5 separate regions of the Mus musculus genome follow, and all the other regions are linked to region 1. Evidence: chromatin contacts called from public HiChIP or PLAC-seq and promoter capture Hi-C data. All regions are on one chromosome and are shown on one strand. Each heading gives the region's core, a stretch centred on a gene start, on an enhancer-like site or on the middle of the called end of the contact. The rest is flanking DNA. Distances are from core to core; before and after follow the strand shown.

Evidence for each region. Promoter capture Hi-C pulls out the DNA fragments that hold promoters and counts their contacts. HiChIP or PLAC-seq counts read pairs in DNA pulled down with a chosen protein or histone mark.
Region 2: a contact with region 1 is called in a promoter capture Hi-C map of hippocampal neurons, with 5 times the contacts expected there. The contact joins the promoter of Spock1 here to the promoter of Smad5 in region 1. A contact is called at or near these places in 1 of 39 promoter capture datasets (hippocampal neurons) and 1 of 115 datasets of contacts at active chromatin or transcription factors (stem cell-derived neural progenitor cells).
Region 3: a contact with region 1 is called in a FOXA1 HiChIP or PLAC-seq map of pancreatic cancer cells. The contact joins the promoter of Hnrnpk here to the promoter of Smad5 in region 1. A contact is called at or near these places in 1 of 115 datasets of contacts at active chromatin or transcription factors (pancreatic cancer cells) and 1 of 9 other capture datasets (liver).
Region 4: a promoter capture Hi-C map of liver shows a contact between it and region 1, with 5 times the contacts expected there. The contact joins the promoter of 2210016F16Rik here to the promoter of Smad5 in region 1. A contact is called at or near these places in 2 of 39 promoter capture datasets (liver and pre-B cells) and 1 of 9 other capture datasets (liver).
Region 5: a promoter capture Hi-C map of pre-B cells shows a contact between it and region 1, with 3 times the contacts expected there. The contact joins the promoter of B4galt7 here to the promoter of Smad5 in region 1. A contact is called at or near these places in 2 of 39 promoter capture datasets (liver and pre-B cells).

Annotation. Positions count from the first base shown.
Region 1 is chr13:56,701,556-56,704,320 of GRCm38.p6, reverse strand. It overlaps Smad5 (SMAD family member 5), which reads right to left and starts at 1,311. Exons shown (of 7, transcript NM_008541.3): 1 at 1,190-1,311.
Region 2 is chr13:57,907,082-57,909,784 of GRCm38.p6, reverse strand. It overlaps Spock1 (sparc/osteonectin, cwcv and kazal-like domains proteoglycan 1), which reads left to right and starts at 1,453. Exons shown (of 12, transcript NM_009262.3): 1 at 1,453-1,593; 2 at 2,198-2,383. The coding sequence starts at 2,198.
Region 3 is chr13:58,401,167-58,403,866 of GRCm38.p6, reverse strand. Hnrnpk (heterogeneous nuclear ribonucleoprotein K) reads left to right here and starts at 1,355. Exons shown (of 16, transcript NM_025279.3): 1 at 1,355-1,474. Rmi1 (RecQ mediated genome instability 1) reads right to left here and starts at 1,270. Exons shown (of 3, transcript NM_028904.3): 1 at 1,078-1,270.
Region 4 is chr13:58,383,719-58,386,489 of GRCm38.p6, reverse strand. 2210016F16Rik (RIKEN cDNA 2210016F16 gene) reads left to right here and starts at 1,265. Exons shown (of 4, transcript NM_027335.1): 1 at 1,265-1,666; 2 at 2,081-2,340. The coding sequence starts at 1,336.
Region 5 is chr13:55,598,450-55,601,149 of GRCm38.p6, reverse strand. B4galt7 (xylosylprotein beta1,4-galactosyltransferase, polypeptide 7 (galactosyltransferase I)) reads right to left here and starts at 1,254. Exons shown (of 6, transcript NM_146045.2): 1 at 958-1,254. The coding sequence starts at 1,007.

The DNA.
Region 1 (2,765 bases), core at 62-2,561:
CCTGTAATCCCAGCACTTGGAAGCTGAGGCAGGAGGATTGGCCAGAGTTCAAGGTCTGCCTAGCAAAACCCTGTCAGAAAGAAAAGAAATCACATGTACCCTTTCGCTTAGCCTCTGTCAAAGCAACCAACAAATTCCATTGATCGCCCAGTGTCCGTTGCTAGGTAGGCATACACTTGATAGTGCTAGGCAACAGGCATGATGTGATCAACTCCACCAGACTTCAAAACTTTTTCCACAGAAAGATAAACAAGATATACTTAGCACCACACCCATCTAAACGCAGCAGCAGCCAGAAATACCCACCCCCCACCCCCCTCCAGCTGCTCAGGAAACACTGTCTTTTACGATCAAGATAAAGATCTAGCCTACAGTGTTCGGCCGTTCCTGCCTTCCAGGTTGGCCGGGACTCCTTTCGCCGGGGCCATCACAAACCGGACACACACACACACACACACACACACACACACAGAGACACGCTTCGGATCGCTGGCACACCTCCAAATACCTCGACCATCCCCGCCAGCTCCTTCTGCAACCGAAAAGTCCGGGCCACTGAGCATGCTCTGACCCTAAGACGGCCGCCACCGGGGAAGTTCCCAGAGCTTAGGGTTCCCGGCTCGGCGCAGCCAGAAGCGCAGAGGAGAAAGGGCAGGGGGAGGGGATGGAGTCTGAACTTGGGCACGCATGCCCAAGGGAACCACCGGGACCGGGGCAGAGACAAAAGCTGCTTCGCTTCCTCACACAAAGTTTAGCGCAGCGAGGGAGCCTCTGCGACGTCCGGAGAGTGACGGGCGGGCGAGCGGGCGGGCGGGCGGGCGGGCGGGCGCAGGGGCGGGTCGCCGCCAGCCGGCTGGCCGGAGTGTAATTCCCACCGATAAGCGCGGATCCTTATCTCCCAGACACAAAGCGGCGGGGCGCGCGCTCGGCCTAGGCCGCCTGCGCGGCTCCGCGCGCGGGCCCGGGCGTCGGTGGCGCGCCGAGGTGGCAGCGGCCTCGTCCGCGCCGGCCTCGTCGGCCGCGCGGGGCCTCCTTAGCACCGGGGCCTCCCGCGCTGCGCGGAGCCCCGTCCCGTGCCGTCAGGTCCCGCGTGGGGAGCCTCTAGGCCTCCAGCCTCACGCGGGCCGCTGCCGCCGGCGCTTGTCCCTCCGCCGGGCCCCGAGCGCCCGCCCTGGGGCCCCTCACTCACCTCCCCGCCGCCCAGGCGCGCTCTCCTCACGCCGTCGCCGCGCTGTGCACGCGCCGCAACTTTATTAGCAGCTCGGCCCCGGGACAAGCGCTCGGCGCCCGCTCGCCGGGGACCCGGATGATGAGGGGGAGGGGGGGCGGCGGCGGAGGGCCGCGGCGGCCGGCGCATGCGCGTCGGGAGTGGCCGAGGCCTGGCTTCTGCTGTCCGCAGCGAGCCTGGAAGTGGCACTTGGGTTAGCCAAGCTCACCCGCCTTATAGCGAAACGGTCGTCCTCGCTCTGGAGAGCTGGAGACCTTTCTAGCCAATCTAAAGCGTTAAAAAGTATCTTCAGCTACAACTTCGCCGTTTTCATTGATTTGTAATAGAAACCCTAAGAGACAGAGACCTCTGGCTGAGCATCAGATACCACACAGCTTACTAGATGTAGCCTTAATATTGCTCCCAAAGGGGGAAAATCCTCTGCAGGTGGAGATAGTGCTGAACCCGGAGCTGAGGACGAGTGGCCATTTCTCAGGACACAGTCCCAGCTGTTCACGGGACACCGCCCCACATCTGGAAGCCGGGAGCGCCTTGAGCTCTCAGGCTTCAGCAAGTGGAGGCTTAGAGGTGCTCGAGCTGTCTTACAGGGTAGCTCTGTACTAATCCGGCTGTCTGGCTTCTCTTCCCCTCCAAACGGTCAGCTTGGACAGCAAGGGAAAGCTTTTTAAAATAGTTTCGTGTTTATTTTTAAAGGTCTTTAAAACTGATCCCCCCCCCCCCCACACACACACACCGGTTTTCTTTTTGAGTAAATTGGAACTATTTTTAACCTTTCCCAGTCAATCCCATCCTCCAATATCAATTCTGTAGATCCCTAATTCTGACAGTTTCTCCTCACTTTTATTACCACCTCCTCCGCCTGAACCAGGGTCACCTCACTTGACACACAAATGCGGCGGTTTCCATGTTTCTCCAGACTCCAACGGCTTGTTTCTATTTGGAAGAGATTAAATAAATGCCGTGAGGAGGCGTTTATGGAAGCAGCCATGTCAAAGGGTGATAGGTGAGAATCCGGCCAGAGCTGGGGAACTAGAGAGAGAGCACCAAGGGAAGGCAGCAGCTGTGACTGCAGCCAACCATCCGCAGGAAGAAATGTGGCAGTGTCCGCCCATTATTGGCAGATCTTCTGGCTTTTCGAAGAAAGTTGGAAATGCATCTTTTTCTATACTAAAAGGAAATCACACATTTATCTGATCAGCTGCCTCTTTGTCTCTTTCCTGGGCTCCCTGACCTGCCCTCCCCTTCTCTTTTTTAGACATTGAGAAGACTCACCCTGGTACAAGCCAAACAAAACAAGCCCATGGTCCCAATATAGCCTACAGGCCATCAGTGTGCAATCTCAGGTCTCCATCTTAAACTTCTTTACTACATCATAAACTCTGCGCAGGAGGACTCTGTATGCGCCAACACTGCCTGGCTTACTGATTCCTGGCTGTTAAGTCTTTGCTGTTACCGGCCCTTGGAAGGCATGGCTTCTGGAGCCTGGCATGGATTTACAACTCCCAGACGTACCTATAACCCTACTGAAAGAATGCCC
Region 2 (2,703 bases), core at 204-2,703, 1.2 Mb before region 1:
CAGCCACGGTACTGCGGTCCTGGGACTTGGGCGGGCTCCTAAGGTACGTGTCCGCAGAACACTGAGCCCCAACTTGGCACATAAGTTTCTCTTGAAATGAGATGCATTCCTCTCACTATCCCAAGCCTCTCTCTCTCCAGCTATGACATCAGATACTCACTGTGTTCATCCCCGTGATAAGATACTCTCTGGGTGAGGTGTTTCCCCAACATGAAAAAAAAAGACTCCACTTCTCCTGTACTAAGGCCTCCCAGAATGCACAAGAACTGCAATTCACATGCTTAAACCATGCCATCTGCCCAATTATTACAGCACGACTCACAACCGGCCACATCATCGTGGTGGCATATTGAAAAGCAGGGCTCAGGATCCCTCTGATACTGACTGTTGGTGGTGTGTCATGACTGGTGCAGCTGCTGAGAGCAAGGCAGATCGCACTGTCAGAGAGTTCCAGCCCACGGGAAGGTCACGCTTGCCATAAGTGACCTTAAGCGCAGTGAGCTTGCAGCTGGAGAAACACTGAGTTCTCAGGGCAGTGTCACCGAGGTCCTGGCCTGAATCACAGGGACCACAAATCTCGGAACAAATGGAGATGAGGCAGCTGCAGAATGCATTCAGATATTCTGGTAGCTCAAGTCTGCCCAGGGGCAAAGTGATCCCAGGCCTGGAGGAGCCCTTGCCACTGGGGTCTGACCCCAAGGCTAGCCTGTGTAGAAAGTGGGGACAAGAAGGCAGGGGTGGGTGGGTGGGTGGGGGCAAACAGAGGCAGAAGGGTAAGAGGGCAAGGACCAGGTGTGCAGGGGACTAGGGTTTGGGTGTTTCTCAGGGAAGTGTCCTGAAGGGTTTTGAGTTTGGTGTGTGTGTGTGTGTGTGTGTGTTCAGGGCTATAGGCTATAGCTGTGCCAAGAAGTAGGCAGCGATGCACCTGTTAAGTCGCTCCCACCCCTATTAAACCAAACACGCTGAGTATTTGGAAAGAGAAGAGAGGGCTGGGTCAAGGCCAGCTTTCTCCTTCTGTCCGTGCTTGAAGCTGGAGGTCGGTTCCACAGGACTCTTAGGGGTGGCTCTGGTTGGAGATCAGACTTAGAGATGCTGGGTGTATGGCTTGAACCAGGGAGTAGAGAAGTTCACCTAAATATTGTCTGTGCACAAGACGCAACAGGGACTCATTTAAAGGGCCGACTCTTGGAGAGAGTCTCCTCTCTCCACCGTAGAGATTCTGAGACGGGTGTCCCAAGCACTTACTCGTTGAGAGTCCCTCAACACTGGCGACTTCTTGGCCTTCTAACATCATTTCCCTGAGCTTGAAATCTGTGTCAGCCCTGTAGAGCTGCGAATGAATCACGCTCCCGGATGGGACCGCTGAGCGCCAAGTAGCCGCCAGGGGGCGCCAGAGGCCTCGGCTAGGAGCTCAGGCTTCTCCGCCCGCGGACGCCGCGCCCGAGACGAGCCAGAGCGCTGCGGGCTCACAAAGCGGCCGGACGCGCGGCGGCGGCAGGTGCGCAAGGGAACGAGCCGGGCATCAGCCTTCCCAGCCACCGCGGTACAGGAACCCCAGCAACTCGGGCGCCGGGACTCGGGCGGGCTCCCAAGGTACGTGTCCGCAGAACACTGAGCCCCAACTTGGCATATTTGGCGTAGTTGGGACCTTCCTGAGGCCATCTCCCGGGCTGGCAGGGTCAGGGCCTGGGGGCATTTCTGCGTGTCCCTGTTGCGCAGAAGCCGCGGGCCGGGAGCAGAGAGACCTTTGCCTTAGCTGGGAACGGGAAGCCCGGCTTGAGGGCACCCCAAAGCCCCCGTCTGCCAGAGCCTGGGATGATGCTCAGAGCGCCGTTATCCCTATCCCTACACCAGAGCTGTGGGGCCCGTCTGTGGGAGTGCGGCTGGCACATTGAGCATCCGGGTTTTGGGGGAGATGTACTGGAGCCCCACAACGGAGAGCCGGTGAGAGGGTCTTCAGTAGTTTGACGGCGGCCCCGAGTCGGTGACCTAGGCTCTGCGTTTGTAGCTGTTTCCATGCATAAGGGCTCTCCAGGTGCAACCTCCGTCCCAGGTGTGAGAGGGACCACCCTGTCCCCGCGGTGAGCCCAGGCGCTGCAGCTTGTGCGCGCCCCTAGGCGCCCAGACACCCGGTGGGAGTGAGGGGCTTGAGGTAGCCCTGTTGTCACCGGCTCACGCCCGTGTGCCCTGCCCCCAGATGCCAGCGATCGCGGTGCTCGCGGCGGCCGCCGCGGCGTGGTGCTTCCTCCAAGTGGACAGCCGGCACCTGGACGCGCTGGCCGGTGGCGCGGCCCTCAACAACGCCAATTTCCTAGACAATGACCAGTGGCTGAGCACTGTCTCCCAGTATGACCGTGACAAGTACTGGAACCGCTTCCGAGATGTGAGTTCGGCTGGGGGTGGAAAATGGGGGGGGGGGGCTCAGAGACCAGTGTAGGGGTTGGGGGTGGTAGGTTCAAACCTCTCATGGAGGTCCACAGTGCATCCGTCTAGCCTGAGAGGAACTTTAAAGAGAACTTGGAAGGCTGGGTGCTCTTGCGTGTTACCTGTATTCCAGGTATGTGCACTTGTAGGATCGATGCAGCTGTCCTCACAGAAACAGGGCACAAACCTTAAGCAGCTTGGGGAGAGGGGCTCTCCAAGTGTCTGAGAGCTACTGATGGCAGACTGACTTTACCAAACCCTGGAAGGAAGGTCCTGGGA
Region 3 (2,700 bases), core at 106-2,605, 1.7 Mb before region 1:
CCAGACCAGCCAGGGTTACACGGAGAAACCTTGCCTCGGAAAAAAAAAATGTTGTACTAGAAATACTAACTTGCCGGGCAGTGGTGGCACACGCTTTTACTCCCAGCACTTGGGAGGCAGAGGCATTGGATTTCTGAGTTCGAGGCCAGCCTGGTCTACAGAGTTCCAGGACAGCCAAGACTACACAGAGAAACCCTGTCTCGGAAAAAAAAAAAAAAAAAAGAAAAAGAAAAAAAGAAATACTAACTTTAGCTGGCCATGGTTACGCTTGCCTTTAATCCCTGCTTTGGGAGGACGAGGCAGGTGGATCTCTTGAGAGACCCTCCGGGTCAAAAACCACCATATGAAAAATCTTGAGCCAGGAGTGGGGGCACACGCTTTTAATGCCAGCGTTTGAGAGGCAGCGGCAGGAGATCTACAGGATCCCACGACAGCCAGGGCTACACTAGGCTGTCTCAGAACGAGAGCCCCCTCACCAGATCCTCAAGCCCCAGTCTCTTCTGTCAGTTAGGTAAAGGATGGCTCGACCGCTCTGTAACGGAGCGATTTACAGGGTGCTGGCCGGTGTGCACATTTTGGGATTATTCGAGGGAAAGGTAGGACAGGGTGCGCTCGCACACACGCCTCGCTAACTGGAGGTCACCCCTACAGGCTGACATCCGGACATCAGCCAGAGTCTGGGGACCGTGGAGCTCTGCTGTGAGGATGAGGAGCGAGGCGAGCACCCGCAGTGACCCTCCCTTCCCCTGGTGGGGCAGCCATGGCGGGGCAGTGTGCCTGCGAGCTTTCTCAGGGAGGGTCCCAGGGAGCGCTGCAGCACGGACGCGCGGGCATTCCCTACGCGGCGTTCCCGGGGGGTCTGCATCGCACCGGCCCAACACGGAAGTAAGCCCCGGGCTCCCTGGGAGCGGGCGCCGCTTCCAGCCCTCCCCCGCCCTCCCCGCCGGGGGAGCCGTTAGCACAGCGGGTTTCCCGGGCGCCGCGGAGGGGGCGCAGAGCCCGCAGCGCCGGGGAGGGAGGGGGCGAGCGAGACGCGACAACGGGTAGCTGCGGAACCCGGGCGGAGCACCGACCGACCTGGCCTTCCCGCCTCGCCTCGCCTCGCCTCGCACCGCAGCGTGATCCCAGGGCCGCGCGCCGCTCTCCCTCTCCCGTTCCCAGCTGGGTTCTCTTTTCCCTCTTTCACTTCTTCCCGCCCAATCGGGCGCTCACGGGGCGACCGTCCCTCCTCCAATCGCGCCAAACTCCCTCGGGGCTCGAAAATCCCCCCGCAGTCGCCCCTCCCGGCACACGTGAGCAGCGCCGCTGAAGTCTCGCGAGAGGTCTGTCACTACTCCCCTCCCCCTCACCACAGAGTGCGCGAACGAGAAAGGAGGAGGGCGCTACAGGCGACAGCGCTGCAGACGCCATTATCCTCTGCTTCTCCGCTGCACGGACGTCGCCGTCGTGCTCGTCTCCCACTCGATTGCGGCCTGTAGGTATCTGGGTGGGCTAGGGCTTCGGGGTAGCGAGTCCCCGGAGCGGGTTGGCGCCCCGGGATGGCGGCTTGGGCTATCCCCATGCCCGAGTTTTCTCAGGCCCGCGGCCTTCCAGCCCAAAGGGAGTCGCCGGCGGAAGGCGGGGTTCTCGGCGCCGTAATTGACGCGGCCACGGGCCAATCGCTTCGCGCTCGCACCACCGCCGAAGCCTGGGCAGCCAATGGGGCGCGACGCTGAAGTGGGAGGGGGTTTGTCCTCGTTCTCTGTCTAGCAGTGACCGACCGTCGGAGGCGGCGCGGCCGGGAGGCAACGGCGGACTCGCGCGGTGAGCGGGACGGGCGGGTCGCGCTGGCTGGAGCGGGGTCGGACGCCGTAGTCGGCTGTCCGGGGTGGCGTTCGGGGCGGCCGTGGCCCGCCGGGGAACGTTGCCCGGGTTCCCCTCCCCCCACCGCCGCCATTTCCCCGAGCGTGCCCCTGCGGTTGGCGTGCCGGCGCTAGGTGGCTTGAGGGACCCGGGAAGGAGAGGCCTGTGGGTTTGCGACGCGGGCGCCCCGTGTGGAGGGAGCGCCGGGCCGTCCGGTGGACTCGCGGGTGTGGTGTGTGTGTGTGCGCCCCGGCCGCCCTTTGTCCCTCCACGGCGTGGGCCTCCCTCCTCACCCCACCTCCGGGGTGGGGGGTGCTGCGCGGCGGGGCCGATGGGGCGGCCGCGGCGGCTTTGTCTCGGGTGGTGGGGGAGGTGCGGGGGACGGGCGCTCGCGAGCCCGCGTGCTGGGTGGGGGAGGGGGGTCTCGCGCGACTCCGCCTAGTCGCACGTAGTCGCCATTACGCGGGCCGCCATTTCCTGTCGGATCCGGGTGAGGAGAGGCTCGCCGCTCGGCGACGGTCGCTGGCCGCTGCTTCCAGGCCCGGCCCGTGGGCGGGAGGCGAGCGCGCGCGGTCGGTCTCGCTCGGCGGACCTGTTAACACCAGCGCGCTGTGGGAACAGCGGCCGCGGGACGAGAGGGCTGGCTGGGCCTGTTTGTGTGCGTAGACCCGGCTGATTTGCCTGAATCCATTTACCCCCGCGGCCGGGGGTTTAGCGGAGTGGCCGGCCGATCTCTGCATTTAAAGTGGTCCCCAGAGGGATCGTCATTTGCTGCCGGCGTTTTGGAATAGGAGAAGGCATGAGGGTGATGCCTCGACTTTAAGATCCTGTGTTGGTCCTTGGCTTTGGTAGGACTAC
Region 4 (2,771 bases), core at 16-2,515, 1.7 Mb before region 1:
GCACACACATGGAACACATACATGCATGCAGGCAAAACATTCATACACAAAATAAAAATACTTTTTTCTAAAAAGACCTTTATGGAATCTACTAGGAAACTCTTTAATTAAAGCAAAATTGCAGGATAGAAAAATCAGTATTTAAAAGAAAAAACAAAGCCGCGTATGGTGGCCTATGCCTTCAATCCTAGCACTGAGAAGATAGAGGCAGGTAGATCTATATGAGTTTGAGTCTAGCTGGTCCACATAGTAAATTCCAGGTGATCCAAGGCCACAGAGGCCTTGCCTCAGAACAACAATGAGAAACGCCCAGATAATAAAAACATACTTTCATACTGATTCTGCATCTCCAGGCATCTTTTCAACATTGACCAATGTATCTTAAGTATGTTAAGTTTTAGGGGTTGGGTTGATACTTTATAATTCCTACTTTGTTCCAGGTAACCCTATAGAGATGACTAGTCACACAGTTTATAATCAATTGAAAGTCTATTCCAGCTGGCTGGGACCACACCCAGGTAGGTATTCAGAGACCTAGGAGGTGTGGTTCCAACTGTCCAGATCAACAGTTTTTTAAAGGCAAGAAATCACACCCGGGTACTTTGCTTTGCAGCTGTACGAGGGCTTCCCAGAAAGCAAGATCTTTTAGCTAAGATAAGTTAGCTGACCTTTGGGCTCCTTGAATACAGTTGGGTAATTACCCACGGGACTCTTCATCAAGATCAGATTCTAGTTAAACCTGGAACCGCCTCAGCAAGAGTACAAGATGGAGGGACTTTTGCACTGTCTTGCTGTGACACACCTTGACCGTCAGAACGACTGGCGTTTGTGTCTGGTTCAGACAGTTCCCTTGATTTAGTCTGACAGACAAACACAGGCATACATTTCAATCTAGGCCATTGCTTGGTGGTGGGGAACCTCCTCCTGGAATCATTTCCCTTTCCTTGCAAACCTGGGATCACCATCACTCCTGTTGGATGCAAGGGCGTCAGATGCAAGGTTTAACTGTACTGTTCCCTCATGCAGTCAATGTTCCAGTGACTCCTAAACCTTCATTCGGCCTCTGAAGTGTGGGGTGTGCTGAGCGGCCCTCCGAGGCACCTAGCCTCGGGGTGGCGCCGGGCAGCAACCAGAGTCCCCACGCCCCGCGCGATCCCAAGCCTTCCTCAAAGACGGGAGTGCGACGGGGACGCGACAAGAAACACGACGGCCGAACACAAGGAGTCCCAGAGGCCGGCCGGAAGCTTCCCGCAGGGCAACTTCCGGACCTCAGACCCGGAAGTGGGCGCAAGTGCTTGGCCCTGGCGGAGGCCGAGGCTCCGGGTTCGAAACAGCATGGGGCCACCGCTTTCGCCGCGCGAGTCGGCGAGGTTCGTGGCCGAGAACAGTCGCGACGTGCTCGTGGACCACGAGGGCGTGCGCAGGGCGGCCGAGCTGCTGCTGCCCGCGGCCGCGGCGTGGCGCGTGGAGCAGTGGAAGTCCCTGCACGAGCTCAACCCGCGCGGGGCGGACGAGGCTGCGCTCGGCTGGGTGTTCCTGGTGGACTCGCTCAACTTCTCCTTCTGGGCCGAGCGGGAGGACAGCAAGTGTGCGGTGCGCTACGGCGGGACGCCCTACACTGGCTACTGGGCCCTGTGCGCCGCCGTCAACCGCGCGCTCGACCAAGGTGGGTGCCAGCCTTAAACCTGGGTGGGTGCTGCGAGGCGCGGGAGGTGACCTCTGCCCAAAGCAGAAGTCCGGACATACAGAAGCAATGTATGCCAATCAGCACAGGAGGCAAAGCCGGTTTTCTTAAAAAAAAAAAAAAAAAAAAAAAAATCATTAAAAAAAAAAAAAAGATTTATTTGCCGGGCGGTGGTGGCGCACGCCTTTAATCCCAGCACTCTGGAAGCAGAGGCAGGCAGAGTAGTCCTGTTCAGTGTAGAATTCAGACTACACTAGCCTCGAACCCACAGGGATCCCATCCAGCTGATTAGGCCAGCGCCACAACACTCTGCCTTCTTTAACATGAATTTGATTTCATATTTTTTGCTAATTGCAAAAAATTAAATAAAAAATCTGTGGATTGTTCTCTTTAAAGGGATACCGATAACCAGCGCCTCCTACTACGCCACAGTGAGCCTCGAGCAGGTGCGGGATATATTTCGTTCAGACACAGCTGTGCCCATGCCTTTAATGGAAGAGAGACATCGGATTCTCAATGAAACTGGGAAAATCCTACTGGAGAAGTTTGGAGGCTCTTTTCTTAACTGTGTCCAAAAAAGTGGCAGAAGTGCGCAGAAGTTAATGCAGCTGATTGTTGAGAACTTCCCTTCTTACAGGGACGAGGCAGAGTTTGAGGTGAGTTTGTTGCTGAGGGAGGGGTTTAGCAGGTATGATCATTCTGAGTTAATGCTTTTCCTTCCAAAGCCAGGTTTAAGGCCAGCAACTTAAAATTTGAAGTTTGTTCACTGTGGACAAGAAGCAATAACAAAATGTGCTTAAAATCTATCCCTTTTTATTTTTTCTAATCGGAGATTTCCTTTATTTTTGCCTTTTATTCTGTTAAATGTTTCAGCCATCCATATAAGGCTTGTCACTCAAAGATGGGGAAGCACAAAAAGTTGATAAAGTTGGATGAAAATCAGAATGTAAAATGTATACTAGTTTTCTCTAGGAAAAAAGTATTTCTTGAAAAGCTTGGGCTGGTTCTGGTGGCGCAGGCCAGTAGGATTTGCTGAAAGAGGCAGGAGGATCTGGAGTTCGAGGCTAGCCTAGGACACACATCTTTA
Region 5 (2,700 bases), core at 5-2,504, 1.1 Mb after region 1:
GGGGGGCGCGACCCACAGGTTGAGAACCACTGGACTAGCCCAAGGTCCAAACAAAAAGATGCTTCAAGCCTAAAAGTGTAATGCCCCATAAATCTAGGCAGGAAAATCACCTCCGCCATTCTGTTTCAGTGAGAAATATCTTAAACTCGGGTATGAGCCAGACTCACACCTAACACTTAAAGCAGACCCCCACACAAGTACAGCAGCACAGGAAATGAACTACTGGGTGTGTCTAGTATAAGACAGGCAATGGCTAACCAACCAGGAAGAGAACACAGGAAGCTCTGTCTGGTGTGATCTTCCCGGCCAACCGCAAAGTATGAGAGGGCATGAAGGCGAAGGATAGGATTTGAAGTCACATGGATATGACGGGGCAGACAGAAAATAAATAAATAAATAAATAAAGACCTTCAGCGCCACAACACAGAGAGATCCGCTGTAAGAAACGAACAGAATCATCTGCTACATGAAAACAGACAGACAAACACACAAAGGCACAGGAGAAAGAGTGGTTCTCAGCCTTCCTACTGCTGCAGCCCTTTTATACAACTCCTCACGGTTGTGGTGGTCCCCAACCATAAATGTCGTCGTTATTCCACATTTGTGGTTTTGTTATTGTTATGAATCGTAACATAAATGTCTGATATATGCAACCCAAGGGGGCCGCGACCCACAGGTTGAGAGCCACTGGACTAGTTCGCGGTCCAAACAAAAAGATCAATGGAGAGAGCAAGGCAGAGACCCAGACACAGGGACGCGCAGAATAGAAGCTAGTAGGAAAAGAGAGCCGTGCAGACAATACCAATGACGTTCCCCCCACCCCCAGAGAACCACAAACACTCAGGGTGACCCCCAGAAACCCAGATGCGACAGCGTAGGGCTGCTAAGATTTGCAGGAGGTCGAGAAAAGGAATGGCACCCAGGGGGACGCGGCTCCTGCCCGTTGCGGCCGCTCACCTGCCATCCTCCCAGGGCAGCTGCGCCGCTTTCCTCCGGGAGGGCAACATCGTGGCGGGACACAGCAGGACATGGGGCTCTGGCTCAAAGCCCCGCTGCCCGGCCTGCCCAGCCTACGCGGCGTCTCCGCCCCCGCCCCGCCCCCCGGTCCGCCGAGTCCGTCCCTCCGGTTGGGCCGGCTGCACCTCAGAGCCACAGCTTATAAGGTTCTGCTGTCTGGAGAACCGATGGCGGGACCTAGCTAGGTTCTCACTACATACAAGGGCCCACTGGATGTCACAAGAAAGGGAGTTCCCTCCCATCACCCAAGTCAAAGGCGACCAAACAAGCTAGAGACTAGCTGGAACTAGACGTGTACTGCATAACAGAACGTCTGGGATAAGGTACATCTTCCTCCTTTTTCCCCCAAGTGAAGGCTGGTATCATCGCAGCATTCCTACGGTCAGCCCAGCAGAGAAAGCACGTACTCTTGGAGCATAAGATCCAGTTCAGAATTCGGAGCTGATCTCGGAAGACTGATTGTGCTTCAAACACTGCTCTGATAATTTAACAACGCTGAGGCGAGTCGATTTCTCTGTGACGGTTTCATCACTTGGGTTATATAAATTGTTCGTATTCTGTGTGGTCATTGTAGGAAACGAAAACCCATTTGGTGCAGTGCTTGGCACAGTCACACTATATAAATGCTGTCGTCCGATTTGAGAACCTAAGGAATGAATAGGAGACTGAGCCGCCTCTTTGCCTGTGTGAATTTATCTACTCTCTTCCCCTCTTCCCCACCTGGGAAAAGAGAGGCAGTTACTAGACTTCATGTCTGTTCTTTCAGGCAAAATTTAATATTCTAATAAGTACCTAACATTTATTAAGTTTTACTTTGTGCTACTCATTTTTTTTTAAGATTTAGTTATTATATGTAAGTACACTGTAGCTGACTTCAGACAGTCCAGGAGAGGGCATCAGATCTCATTACGGATGGTTGTCAGCCCGTGAGCCACCATGTGGTTGCTGAGATTTGAACTCAGGACCTCTGGAAGAGCATCGAGCCATCTCTCCAGCTCCTGTTCTAAGTTCTTTATGGCTGTGCTTTTATTCAGTCTTTATGAATAGGTATTATTTCCATTGTGAAGATGAAAGGACCAAGGCACAGGCAGGTCATTGGTTTGTGTGCACAATCTTTCCAGCCACAATCCATGATCTCCAATTTCAAGTGCATTGTTTCAAGGTAGATCTTCACTATTGGTTAAGTTAATTGTTCTTAACTTTCTTTCCCCTCTTAAACCCTAACAAACACAACTCAATGATTTGCTCTGTGGCTCACCTAGGGCTCTGCATCCCACACCAGAAACTTACCAAGTCAACCATAGATGGGGCAGACCTTTTTTTTTTTTTTAATTTTCTTTTAAGATTTATTTTATATATGTGAGTACACTGTCACTCTCTTCAGACACATCAGAAGGCATCGGATGCCCATTACAGACGGTTGTGAGACACCATGTGGTTGCTGGGAATTGAACTCAGGACCTCTGGAAGATCAGTCAGTGCTCTTAACCACTGAGTCATCTCTCCAGCCTGATGTGGCAGATCTTAAAGGCAGGATTGACCTCCTGCAGAGACCAGTTAGGCAGGGCCATCAGGCGATAAGACAGTCAGGTGACCTGTTGCTCTAGTGTTAGACCTCAAACTCAAGAAACTAAATTTTACATAAAAACCCAAATTAGCCAGGCGGTGGTGGCACACGCCTTT